Linked DNA regions of Mus musculus: all the other regions are linked to region 1. A link is a contact called in public Hi-C data. All regions are on one chromosome and are shown on one strand. Each heading gives the region's core, a stretch centred on a gene start, on an enhancer-like site or on the middle of the called end of the contact. The rest is flanking DNA. Distances are from core to core; before and after follow the strand shown.

Region 1 (3,480 bases), core at 513-3,012:
AGATGTGCTTTATTTTCTAGGGATCATCCCTGGTATCTCCCAGCCTCCTCTCCTAAACGAGGGGAACCATGCCCTGCACTGTCTTCCACGAGTCCTGCTCTGACATGCTGGGTTTGGTAGGAGCGAGCGAGCGAGCGGGGTCCAGCACAAGGACTCAGGGCACCTCCACTGAATGAGCTCTCACATGGCAGGGCAGGGCATGATGACAAATGCAGGGCTGAGATGCCCACCCAGCCCCTGCTGCCTGGAAGGGAAGCCCAGGCAGCCCACAGGCACTGGTCACAGGGTTATCAGCTCTCTCGGCGCCACCATGTGGCTACAGCAGACACACAGATCTGGGGTCATCCGTTCCGCTGGCTAGCAAATGAGGTGAGGCCAAGCCTCACCCATCCCAGCTGCTTCCCTTGGGGCTCACAACTGGGGTGTCTGCTGGACAGTCCCTGCCTCTGTAAGTTACTAGGGGCAAACGTGGGCAACAAATGATTTGGCCTCTTCACAAGTAGGCTTCTACTGGAGTGACATCAGACCCACCCACCCCCAAGCCCTGAAGAGGAGAGGCCAGCCCTGCAGAGACATGAAGGCAGGACAGGGCCACAGTCTTCCCCTCACAGATGCTTCTAGGAGCGTCTCCAGCTACAAGAGCTGCCTGCTTTCTTGTGTGTCATCCCACGAGACCAGGATCCATGGGCACAGGCCCACAAGGCATCCAGGTCCCACACTGCTGCTGAGATATACCCCCGCTAGGCATGAACCTGGGGAGGGCAGGACATGTCACAGCCCCCAATATCTGCCCCACAAGCTTACCCAACACCCAATGTTCAAGCACAGTTCTGCTTTCTGGTGGGCAGAGGGGTCAGCAAGCAAACTGGCTCTGAGGGTCTTCCCTGCCCCTGTTCATCCCTAAACAGTCCAATCCCACCACCCTTAGACCCCTTCTCCCATGCCCTTTGGGACTGTGTGGCCATGTTAAGATACCTCCGCTCACCCTTCCCCTCTAACTGTCTCCATCAACCGCAGGCCAGGTCGCCAGGCATCAAGAGCTAACTAGGAACACCAGTGACTATAGAGTAAGAAACTGCTCTGGCCACATCTCACCTCTCAGACACATCTCTGCAGGTGGCCTGGATCCTTCTCCCTGGTGAATCCGTGCAGAGCCGGCCAGGTCATAGAGGACAGCAGTTAGTGGTCACCATGTGTGCCCTGGGATATGTGTGGCCTTAAGAGCACATGCCCTGTAGCCTCCTTGGGTTAGGCCAGGGGATGATGAAGGCACCTGGGGCTCTCCCTGTATTTTCTAACTCAGGACAACAGCCTAGAAAGGCATACCTAGGGGCCATCTGCCATGCATGTCAGAACTACCTATACCCTGCACCTTCCAAGTAAACTCTACCAGAACAAAAGGCACACATCTTCTCAGAATGGCTACAAATAGCACAGTTCATTAGGGCACCATAAAAGCAAATGGCTGGGAAACTGGCCGTGTTACAGATGAACCCTGCCAATGAGGCACAGCTGTGGGCAGGAAGCTAGCCTTCGGAGTGCTCCTCACCGCATGGCAGACTTTCCTTCCCGCTGAGACATACCCTGTAGGCTGGGGAGTTTTACGGCAACCTTGATTATTACCTGGGCAGCTGGCACGCCCTACCTCGGGACTGGAGCCAAGGAGGAGAGCCTCCACTGGCAACCCCAGACCCACTGGAAAAGCCTGGCTGTGGGGAAGGTAGACGACAGCTTGTGTCATAGCTGGAGAATTAAGACCGCCTGTGGATAATCAACCTGGACTCCGATGGACTGTTCATGCCGACCAAGGCACAGCCTTGCCTCTTTGAGGCTCTGGCTCTCTCGGATCGAATGGGCTGTTCCAGTGAGGTTCTGGCCATGGCCCAGGTCTCCACTCCCAGATTGTTCCATTTCCCTGATATCAGGCATATGGGCTTCTTCAAGTGTGAGAATGTGACAGTCTATACATGCCAGCTCTAGAGCATGCTTGTAGGGCTTGTCCCTCAGGCCGAGTCAGTCACAGAGCTTTGAGAATGACCATTAAAATGTCTGTAGACATTAGAGAAGCAACAGAACTTTATACTAATAAAGCAAAGGAAAACATAAATCAGAGAAGACAACGTGACTGGATTCCTCTACGGGCCAGGCTTTGGGGTACTTCCCAGACACAATTTTACAGCCAGGAGCAGTGAGAGAGAGGCCAGTCCGGCTGACCAAGTGGCAACTAACTAACACAGCTCACTCACAGGCAGAAAATGAGCAGATAAGTAACGAACGAGTAACAGGCAGCCACGTGGGAGAGGCGTTTGTAAGGGGCATTAGATGCAAAGGTTACCATCTGCAACACCAGCAGCCTCTGAGACAAGACAGCCTCTGAGAAAGCCTGAGCTCCACAGAAGATGGCGAGAGGACGCAGCTCATCGACAGGGAAATGGCTTCGACCTTGCTTATAACAAGAGCAATTTAAGCAAACTTAAATGTCATCCCTTGCCTATTAAATGAGCAAACTCCCAGAGTCTGACAGCACCTCTGTTGGGTGGTGTCAGGGTGTTGGATGCTATAAGCTGCTGGCAGAGATGCACAGACTCAGAGAGGAGGGGCCGGGCAACCCAGGGCAACACTACAGACGTGCGGCACCCTGCAACCCACAACCCACCCCACACCCAACAACTGGTTATAGAGCTGCACGGGCGGGCAGGACACCAAGATGTCAGCATGATGTCAAAGACAGTGAAGAACTGGGAACAGCCCAGCGTACGCCACGGAGAGCACGGAGAGGACTTGGGTACCGCCATGCCTGTTGCAACACCAGGGAGCCTGTCCTGCTAAAGCCAACACCAGGGCCCCATGTTCAGAGCCCCGCTGCAGAGGTAGAGAGGGAATGAGCAGAGGGTGACGGAGAGGGGTGTGCACACGCGTTCAAATCTCCGCACTTGGGAGGTCAAGGCCAGGGGATCTAAGTTCAAAGTCATCCTTAGTCACAAAGCAGCAGACGCTTGAGATCCCATTTAATAAGCGCACAATAGGAATGTAAGCTTAAAATAAAAATCAAGCAGTACATTTCACCAGTAGAGGAAGGGGACAGAATGAGGGAGATGGAGTTACCAGGGTTATTTGGTTATTTCTCTGGGGGCTGGAGAGATGGCTCAGTGGTTAGAACACATATTGCTCTTCCTGAAGATCTAGGCTTCATCCTCAGCATCCACACCCTCCTTGTTAGCATCCACGTCAGCTCGAAACTCCCAGAAAATCCAACACCCCCTTCTGGCCTCCTTGGCCACCTGCACACATGTGACTGGTGGCATACATACATACATACATACATACATACATACATACATCATACATACTCACACACATACGCACATTTAAATAAAAATCCTTTTTAAAAAAGATCTTACTTTGTAGATTTCACTCATGAATAAGGATCACTGATGACAGTTTAGGTTTCATGAACCATGTACAGTCACTGTTGCGGTA
Region 2 (3,480 bases), core at 382-2,881, 120 kb after region 1:
CAACTGGGCCGTCCTCAGCAGGACCTGGCGGATGCACAAAGCACTCCAAAGGACGACAAAGGCAGCTCAGTAGCATTGATCTCAGAAACTCCATGCATTTTAAAGGGATTTATCTCAGGAACACTGAGGATGAAACTCTTTAAAAATCCATATGTACAAAAACAGACTATGAAGAGATTCACAAAAGCAGAACTACATTAAGTCAGAAGACTCTAACTGAGGTGTTTTTTGCACATTTATGTTTTAACCAATCAATATGGGTACAAGGGGGGAAATTCTCGCTTATGCCAGGGACTGGACTAGATCATTTCTTCCCATATCTGTGGCAACAGTCCTCATTGATGGCCATTCTCTCTCCTTTACCGTGATACCTGGGGATCAGAGAGACCAAGTAATCGTATGCAAAGTCCCGGCAGCACTGAGCAGCAGTAGAGTCACGCACCAAAGGCCGGCCAGTGTAAGGTTCCATTTCCCACACACAGGCCTTCTGCCGGCCGACAGTGCAAAGCCCATCTTCACTACATTAAGCAGCAGAAAAGATGGCATTTATGCACAGTGTGATCACGGCAGGACTACTTGCTTTAAAATGGACTCCAGAAGCTACAGGAAACAGCACAGGAGAGACGAGGGAAAGTGTGAGGAAAGGGACAGTCAGAAAGCTGTTTGTGGACAGTTTTTCACTGGGGACTTTGTTTGGGGGAGCGGGGATGGAACCCCAGGTCCTCTGCCTGCAGGGCAGACATTCCACCTCTGAGCTATACACCCAGCCCCACAAACAATACAAAAGACAATCTGGTGGAGGGCAAGATAGCAATGACCAGCTGGCCAGTGTCAACATGCGGGATGCAGCAGCCAGACCGGGGCGGCCTAGAGATGCGCCATGACCAGGACAGTACAAGCACTGATGTCTCCTTCGCATCTCATTTATCTGAGTCAGTCAAGTTTCCCCAGTAAGCGTCAGTTTGGCTTTTTAAAAATATGTTACAGAAGCTTGCTATTTGTTATTGAAGAAAAATCTAGAATAAAGCAAATTAACAACACGCAGCTCACAAGCTTTATGTACAGACCTGCCTAAGTAAGAACTCGTCCCCACAGCAGGAAGCACGCTGGTGCAGCAGGGAGTCCCCTGGGGGGCCTGGTCCAGCCTCTGCATGGGCAGCCAGACAAGGCTGTCTGTTTGCCTTTTTCCCTCAGAAAAGGCATCAAAGGCTGAATTCCACCTTTACGTGCAGTGGGTGTTCAAACATGCAGAGCCCAGGGAGTTCACGGAGAAATGAAAAGAGAGCATAAAGGTGTCTGTGCTGGGACTACAGCCAGGAAAGCCTCGAGCTCACGGAGGAGGGCAGGAGGGTCACCGCCTGCGACAGCGGAGCAGCGCTTCAGGGCCTGTGACTCATTGTTTTATTTTACTTAATTGCTTTGGCTGTAAATTTTTCAAAACTAATATAAGCACATTTTACAGCTCACAGAACATTTAGAGCATATTAAAATACATATCTTTCCACCGTAATGTGCCTAGCTGAAATGTGTGCCTCCAAAGCCGAGCTTTAAGGCAACGAAAGACCGGCACTTGGCTCCTCACATCAGTCAGATGAACGGAGCTGGCTTGCTCCAGATCAGAGAAAAATCATCTCAGTAAATGTTACAAGGAGTCAAGGATTCTACCACATTCTAGAAGCTTGGATGGGCAAAAGATAGCAAGTCTTACTGTGCCCCCTAGAGGTGAGCAGGATTTTTGCATGTGCACACACAAACCCTCTTAAATCAAAGCAGTGAAATCCAAAAAATGTCTTTAAACCTTCATTGATCACTTAACAGGGACCAAATCTCATGCCAGATGCTACAAAGAATATAAAAATGGGTCTGGTGTGACTTCTGCATTCACAAAGCTTACCGCCTGTTGAACATCTCAGATACAGTAAGCCACCGCTGGCAGGGACGGGAGCAAAGCCCCAGCACCCTGAGTGACAGGAGCACATGCCAGGTCCCACCCAGTTGTTCACATCCTGAGTGCCAGCACCCAGGCCAGGAAGACCAAGCACACACATAATACCTCCACCTCACAGGAATACTGGGGCTTGGTTTATAACCACAGGCATCTCTGACATCAGGGAGGGAAAAGCAGCCACCACTCAGCAGGCCACATACCAACCTGCAGGCCTAGGGTAGGACTTCCAACCTCAGGTGCACACCTGAGCCCTCCATGCCCTAACCCATCTTCCCACCACAGCTTATTGGTTCCTACTACTCATTCTGCATTCCGAACTTACTGAGAGTCCCACTTACACAAAATGATTTTCCAAACAACCCTAATCACTAAAACTATGAGACATCTTATTAAAGCCTCTGCTCGGGTTCCAGCTTGATAGTCACCCCTGGCTTATAGAAACCTGAATTTTCATAAAGATCAGGAGACTCTGCTCCTAGCATGCATGGTCAGTACTGACAACAACTCAACTATAGCAAGTGTCTTTGCCCGAAGCCATCCTTTGGATGTACTGGGGAACTAGACAGGGGCGTAGAGCACTCCCTCAAGCTTCCTGGCAGCCAAGGAGTCTCACACTAGCATCACCACCTCCGGCCCACACGCCTCCTGGGACAGGCCACACATCAGCATCCCACACACAGCCCTAAACGCAGGCTTCTCGTCATCCCAGGCAGCCCAACTGCGACCTCTTCTGGCCGTGAAGTGTCACACCAGTCCTGGCACACTTTTCTTCACCACACCCAGAGCCAAGGTGCCAACTCACTCTTTCTTAAAAAACAACATGGAGCATAGTGGCACTTGCCTTTCTCTTAGCACTCTGAAGGAAGAGAGAGGCAGGTCTTTATGGGGTCGTGACTAGCTTGATCTTCATAATGAATAACAAGGCAGCCAGGGCTACCTAGTGAGATACTATCCTAAAGAAAACAATCTTTGGGGTGAGCAAAATGGCTTATCAAGTAAAGGCACTTGCCACTGAGCCCAATCCCCAACAGTGACATAGTGGAAGAAGAACTGGCACCCCCCAAAGTTGTCCTCTGACCTCCACACATGTACCATAGCACACATGTGTCCCCCAAACACACATATAAAAAGTAAACAATTTTTAAAAATAAAGTCATCATGGTCAACCTGAAAAGTGCTTGCTTTACAAGCAGGAGGACAGGAATTCAACTCCCAAAACTCATGTGAAAAGGCTAGGCACAGTCATATAATCCTGGAACCCCAGCTTTGGGGAAACAGGCAGGCAGATCCTGGGATATGCCAGCTGGCCAACCTAGTCTATCTTAAAAAGAACAACTGAGGAACAATATCCAAAGCTGCCCTCTGTCCTCCACCTACAAACACACACACACACACACACACACACGTACTCTCACACACACGTACACATACACGTACTCTCACACACACACACATACTCACTCACACACACATACAATATCATCATGGGGTTAGGAATAGCTCAGTGATAGAGGGTTCACTTTTACACACAA
Region 3 (3,480 bases), core at 260-2,759, 69 kb after region 1:
CATGTTTCCTCACAAATAAAATGTAGGTTAAAATAAGAGTAAACAGAGGCACGTGTGGGGAGGAATCTAAGCAAACAGGATAGCAAGCAGGGGGGCGAGAGCACGCATGGTGCATGTCTTTCACTCAGGCAAACACGGTCTGCTTTGGGGGGGGGTTGGCTTTTGTTTTCTTTGTAGTTTTGTTGTTGATGGGTTTTTTGTTGTTGTTGTTGTTCTTGGTGGTAGTAGTGGTGGTGCTTCTGGTTTGTTTGTTTGTTTGTTTGTTTGTTTAGATAGAATCTTACCATATAGTCCTGGCTGACCGGAACTCAGAGATCCACCTGCTTCTGCTTCCTGACAGCTAGGATTAAAGAGCACACCACTGTACCTCACTTAAAGTATGTGTGTGAGGGGGAGGGGGAGGGAGAGAGGGAGAGGGGGAGGGAGGGGGGGGAGACCCAGAGACCAGGGGAAATGAGGGAGGGATCAGATAGGAGCTAAGTACAATGATATACACATATAAAATGTAATTAAATCCATTCATTTATACATTAACCAAAATTTACTCTTTACACTTGCCCCCCACACGGCTCCCTCGCCCACTCAGTCTGACAGTCTATCCTGCCCCCAAACAGCACATAGCCCCCCATCCAAATCTGCCTGTGCCTCCACCTGCCACTGCAGCTCCTAGGGAAAGTCCCCCAAGCCCACACCTTGGAATGTCAGAATCTGCTAACCAATGACTAAGTAGACTGTTGAACAGAGTGCCTCCTGTGTGTTCATGACGGTGATGCCAGAGAGTTCTGGAAAACAGAGTCTTGTCTCTGGCCTGGTTTCAGGACCAAATCAGGCAGGGCTCTGTCTGTCTGCCTTGGCTGATTAAAGTGATGAACAGGAAGTAAGCACAGGCTGTTTACTGGCCCCACACCGAGTCCTCTCAAAATGCCAGGGACTGGGTACTTTGACACAAATTCAGCAACAGCATCTTTAATCATTTCAGGGTTAATAAAAAATGTCAATTATGTTTGTCATCATGGTTATCCTGGGGGAACAATCCCAGCACAGACAATCTTTGGCCAAATGACAGCCTGCACTATTTGTCACAGGTCCTTCCAGCTGCCTCACTGATGAATTAATCGAGTTGGTTGCCTCCCCCTGGCCAATCCATTCATAAATAATCAGAAGTAATATGGATCTCGCAAATAAGCCTGACCTGCAGATCGCTATCCCTAAAGAAGAAAGGCAATAAACATTAGGGACAAGGCTCCAAGTCCATCTGAAGGAGGACACCTGCTGGGGAAGCGCCAGGCTCCCCCACACGGGCAGCACGCAGCACGCCTGTCTGTGCAGTGGAGTTCTTCTCCTGTGGAGCTCAGTACAGGTCCCCACAGGGCACAGCTTCTGCATCAGGCTCATCAGCCTCTCCCTGCTCCCACCCCCCAACCTCATTATGGGGCCCCATTCTACAGCTAACACAAAACAGGAGCTCAGAACAGCCTGGAGAGGCAAGCCTCCTGGGGACTAAAAGCCAGGTGTCTAGCGCCACCCTGCTGCCCACAGCCAAAAGGGCTGGCTGAGTGCTGCTGGTCTCCACTGGAGTAGGAGGGGTTCGCAGCCAAGGAATCCTGGAGTGCTCTACTGGGCAGGAGCAAATGCATCAGAACACTGCCTACAACAACTGCCTTCAATGTGCAGCAGGAAGTGGAATCCCGGGGGGAAACACTACCTTCTACCCCTGAGTTACTTCAAACAATGCTCTCAGAAAACCTGCCTCAATTAAACATTCTATCAAAGAGTAGCGTGACAGGAACAGGACAGGACAGCTTTCTACATACAGCTCTTCACACGGAGTCCTGTCTCGGAGACATGGATCTGAGCCCTGGGACAAACTTCCCACCTTCCCCCCAGCACCTGAGCACACTCTGACTATCCCTGTTAACACCAATGCTTTACCAAATCCTCAGACATTCAAGTCATTTGTATTTTCAGAGAGAACACGGACAGCGAGAGATATCTGCGAGTATTCCCGGAGCTGATGTTAAAGCTGTAGCAATTCAAAGGGTTAAGCTGAGCATAACTCCTCAGAGATCACTGTTAGCTTTCTTGCCTTGCTGTCACATAAAACGTGTCCACCCCCACACGGCAACGGGGAGATGCCAACTGTCCTTCCAGAGAGTTCTGTTGCAAGTGAGAAACCCAGATGACACACTTCTTCCACAGCCCAGCAGTCATTAGGTTTACAAGTTCGCTTTCATGAGACAGGCAAACCTTTATTCTGACAGCTTCCCTCAACTGCTGGCAGGCCTAGCTCCTTCCTAAGCATTAAGATCTCATGAATGGCTACAATGGTGGTACATACTGTGCCAGGCTGCCATTCACTCAATCCTATTGGCAGCCAGCCATGTGATATACATGTGAGATGGGACCCGTGGATGAACCTGACCAGCCAGGGATGCCCAGGCAGAGCCTCCATGTTGAGAGTATCTGCCTGAGTCAATGCATGACAGCCATGGCTTACACATGCTACTTATAACCAGCAACCACCCAAGATGATGTCATGCCATACATCACCAGCAAGTAAAGGGCAAGAGGAGAAGTGGCACCTTCCTAGGACACAGTCAGAAAGTGCCCAAGAAGGCTCTGGCCCACTGCTCCATGCCACACTGCTGGGCTGTCTCAGAGCAGGGTAACCTGATCACGAGCCAGAAAGCACAGGCCTCAAGAGAGGTGCTTGAAGTAACTACAATTTAGAAGACTGACTATGCTGAACTCAAATCTTAGCTCTGCCTGTTACCAGCTGTGTGGCCCTAAGCCTCATACTATACCTCTCTGAGTCTTCCTTTTCTTAGATATAAGATAGGGAAAATGTATGGAACTTTATGGGGTGGCTAGAAGATTAAAAAAGGCTAAACATGATGTAAAGCCACTGGCCTGAGCCTTCTTAGTCAACTGTGCTAAAAACTGGCTTCAGAAGAATGAGCTTAAGAGTCAGACCCACATCCCAGCACTCGGGAGGCAGAGGCAGGCAGATCTCACAGAGAGAGAGAGAAAGAGACAGAGAGAGAGAGAGGGAGAGAGAGAGAGAGAGAGAGAATGAACCAGACCCACTGCCAACCCCACCCTCCAGAGCAGACCATCCAGTTGGAAGATGGTGGATATGGGGGCTAAACCTGCAGGCCCTAGGCTGGCTCAGCTCCCCATAGCTATGGGGCAGTGCAAGGGTTAAGGAGCTGGTGTCTAGCACAGAGGGGGTGTTCAATAAAAGCTCATTCAATTCAATTTGACTTAATTAAAAAACCGTTCTCATAGCCCTGGGAAGAGCAGGAACACAGAGGGCTAAAACTCCAAGCTGAAATCCATTTGAAGCTATAAATCCCAAGCCCTGCCAATGGGTGCATTTTCTTATTAAGCGACAATATTATAAAGCTCTTCTGAATTCCTAGTAATGTTTAAGAGCCCTGTCTTCATCAGGCTGAAAGCTGTTGTCAAGTCACAAAGAAC

Evidence for each region. Hi-C and Micro-C count contacts between places; a contact is called where the count stands out from the background.
Region 2: a Hi-C map of the N1E-115 cell line shows a contact between it and region 1, with 9 times the contacts expected there. The contact joins two enhancer-like sites. A contact is called at or near these places in 1 of 39 promoter capture datasets (embryonic stem cells), 3 of 15 datasets of contacts at CTCF or cohesin (embryonic stem cells, large pre-B cells and pro-B cells), 28 of 484 Hi-C or Micro-C datasets (3T3-L1-derived adipocytes, the C10 cell line, the HPC-7 cell line and 10 more), 10 of 115 datasets of contacts at active chromatin or transcription factors (the SCID.adh cell line, T-cell acute lymphoblastic leukemia, bone marrow-derived dendritic cells and 2 more) and 4 of 9 other capture datasets (adipose tissue, embryonic stem cells, liver and 1 more).
Region 3: a contact with region 1 is called in a Hi-C map of the N1E-115 cell line, with 4 times the contacts expected there. The contact joins two enhancer-like sites. A contact is called at or near these places in 1 of 15 datasets of contacts at CTCF or cohesin (CD8 T cells), 4 of 484 Hi-C or Micro-C datasets (the N1E-115 cell line, cerebellar granule neurons, cerebellum and 1 more), 1 of 115 datasets of contacts at active chromatin or transcription factors (embryonic stem cells) and 4 of 9 other capture datasets (adipose tissue, embryonic stem cells, liver and 1 more).

What each region holds. Positions count from the first base shown.
Region 1 is chr12:109,020,808-109,024,287 of GRCm38.p6, reverse strand. The region is part of intron 4 of Wdr25 (WD repeat domain 25); the gene reads right to left. Among named protein-coding and RNA genes, the nearest start is that of Gm52002, 23 kb to the left of the region's middle. Within about 2 kb of position 1,762, at least 10 of the 459 cell types and tissues checked have an H3K27ac peak or open chromatin away from gene starts, as enhancers often do. A contact at or near this core is called in the N1E-115 cell line, where this site is marked.
Region 2 is chr12:108,902,297-108,905,776 of GRCm38.p6, reverse strand. All of the region lies in intron 2 of Wdr25 (WD repeat domain 25), which reads right to left. Among named protein-coding and RNA genes, the nearest start is that of Wdr25, 9.8 kb to the right of the region's middle. Within about 2 kb of position 1,631, at least 40 of the 459 cell types and tissues checked have an H3K27ac peak or open chromatin away from gene starts, as enhancers often do. A contact at or near this core is called in the N1E-115 cell line, where this site is marked.
Region 3 is chr12:108,952,005-108,955,484 of GRCm38.p6, reverse strand. All of the region lies in intron 2 of Wdr25 (WD repeat domain 25), which reads right to left. Among named protein-coding and RNA genes, the nearest start is that of Wdr25, 59 kb to the right of the region's middle. Within about 2 kb of position 1,509, at least 50 of the 459 cell types and tissues checked have an H3K27ac peak or open chromatin away from gene starts, as enhancers often do. A contact at or near this core is called in the N1E-115 cell line, where this site is marked.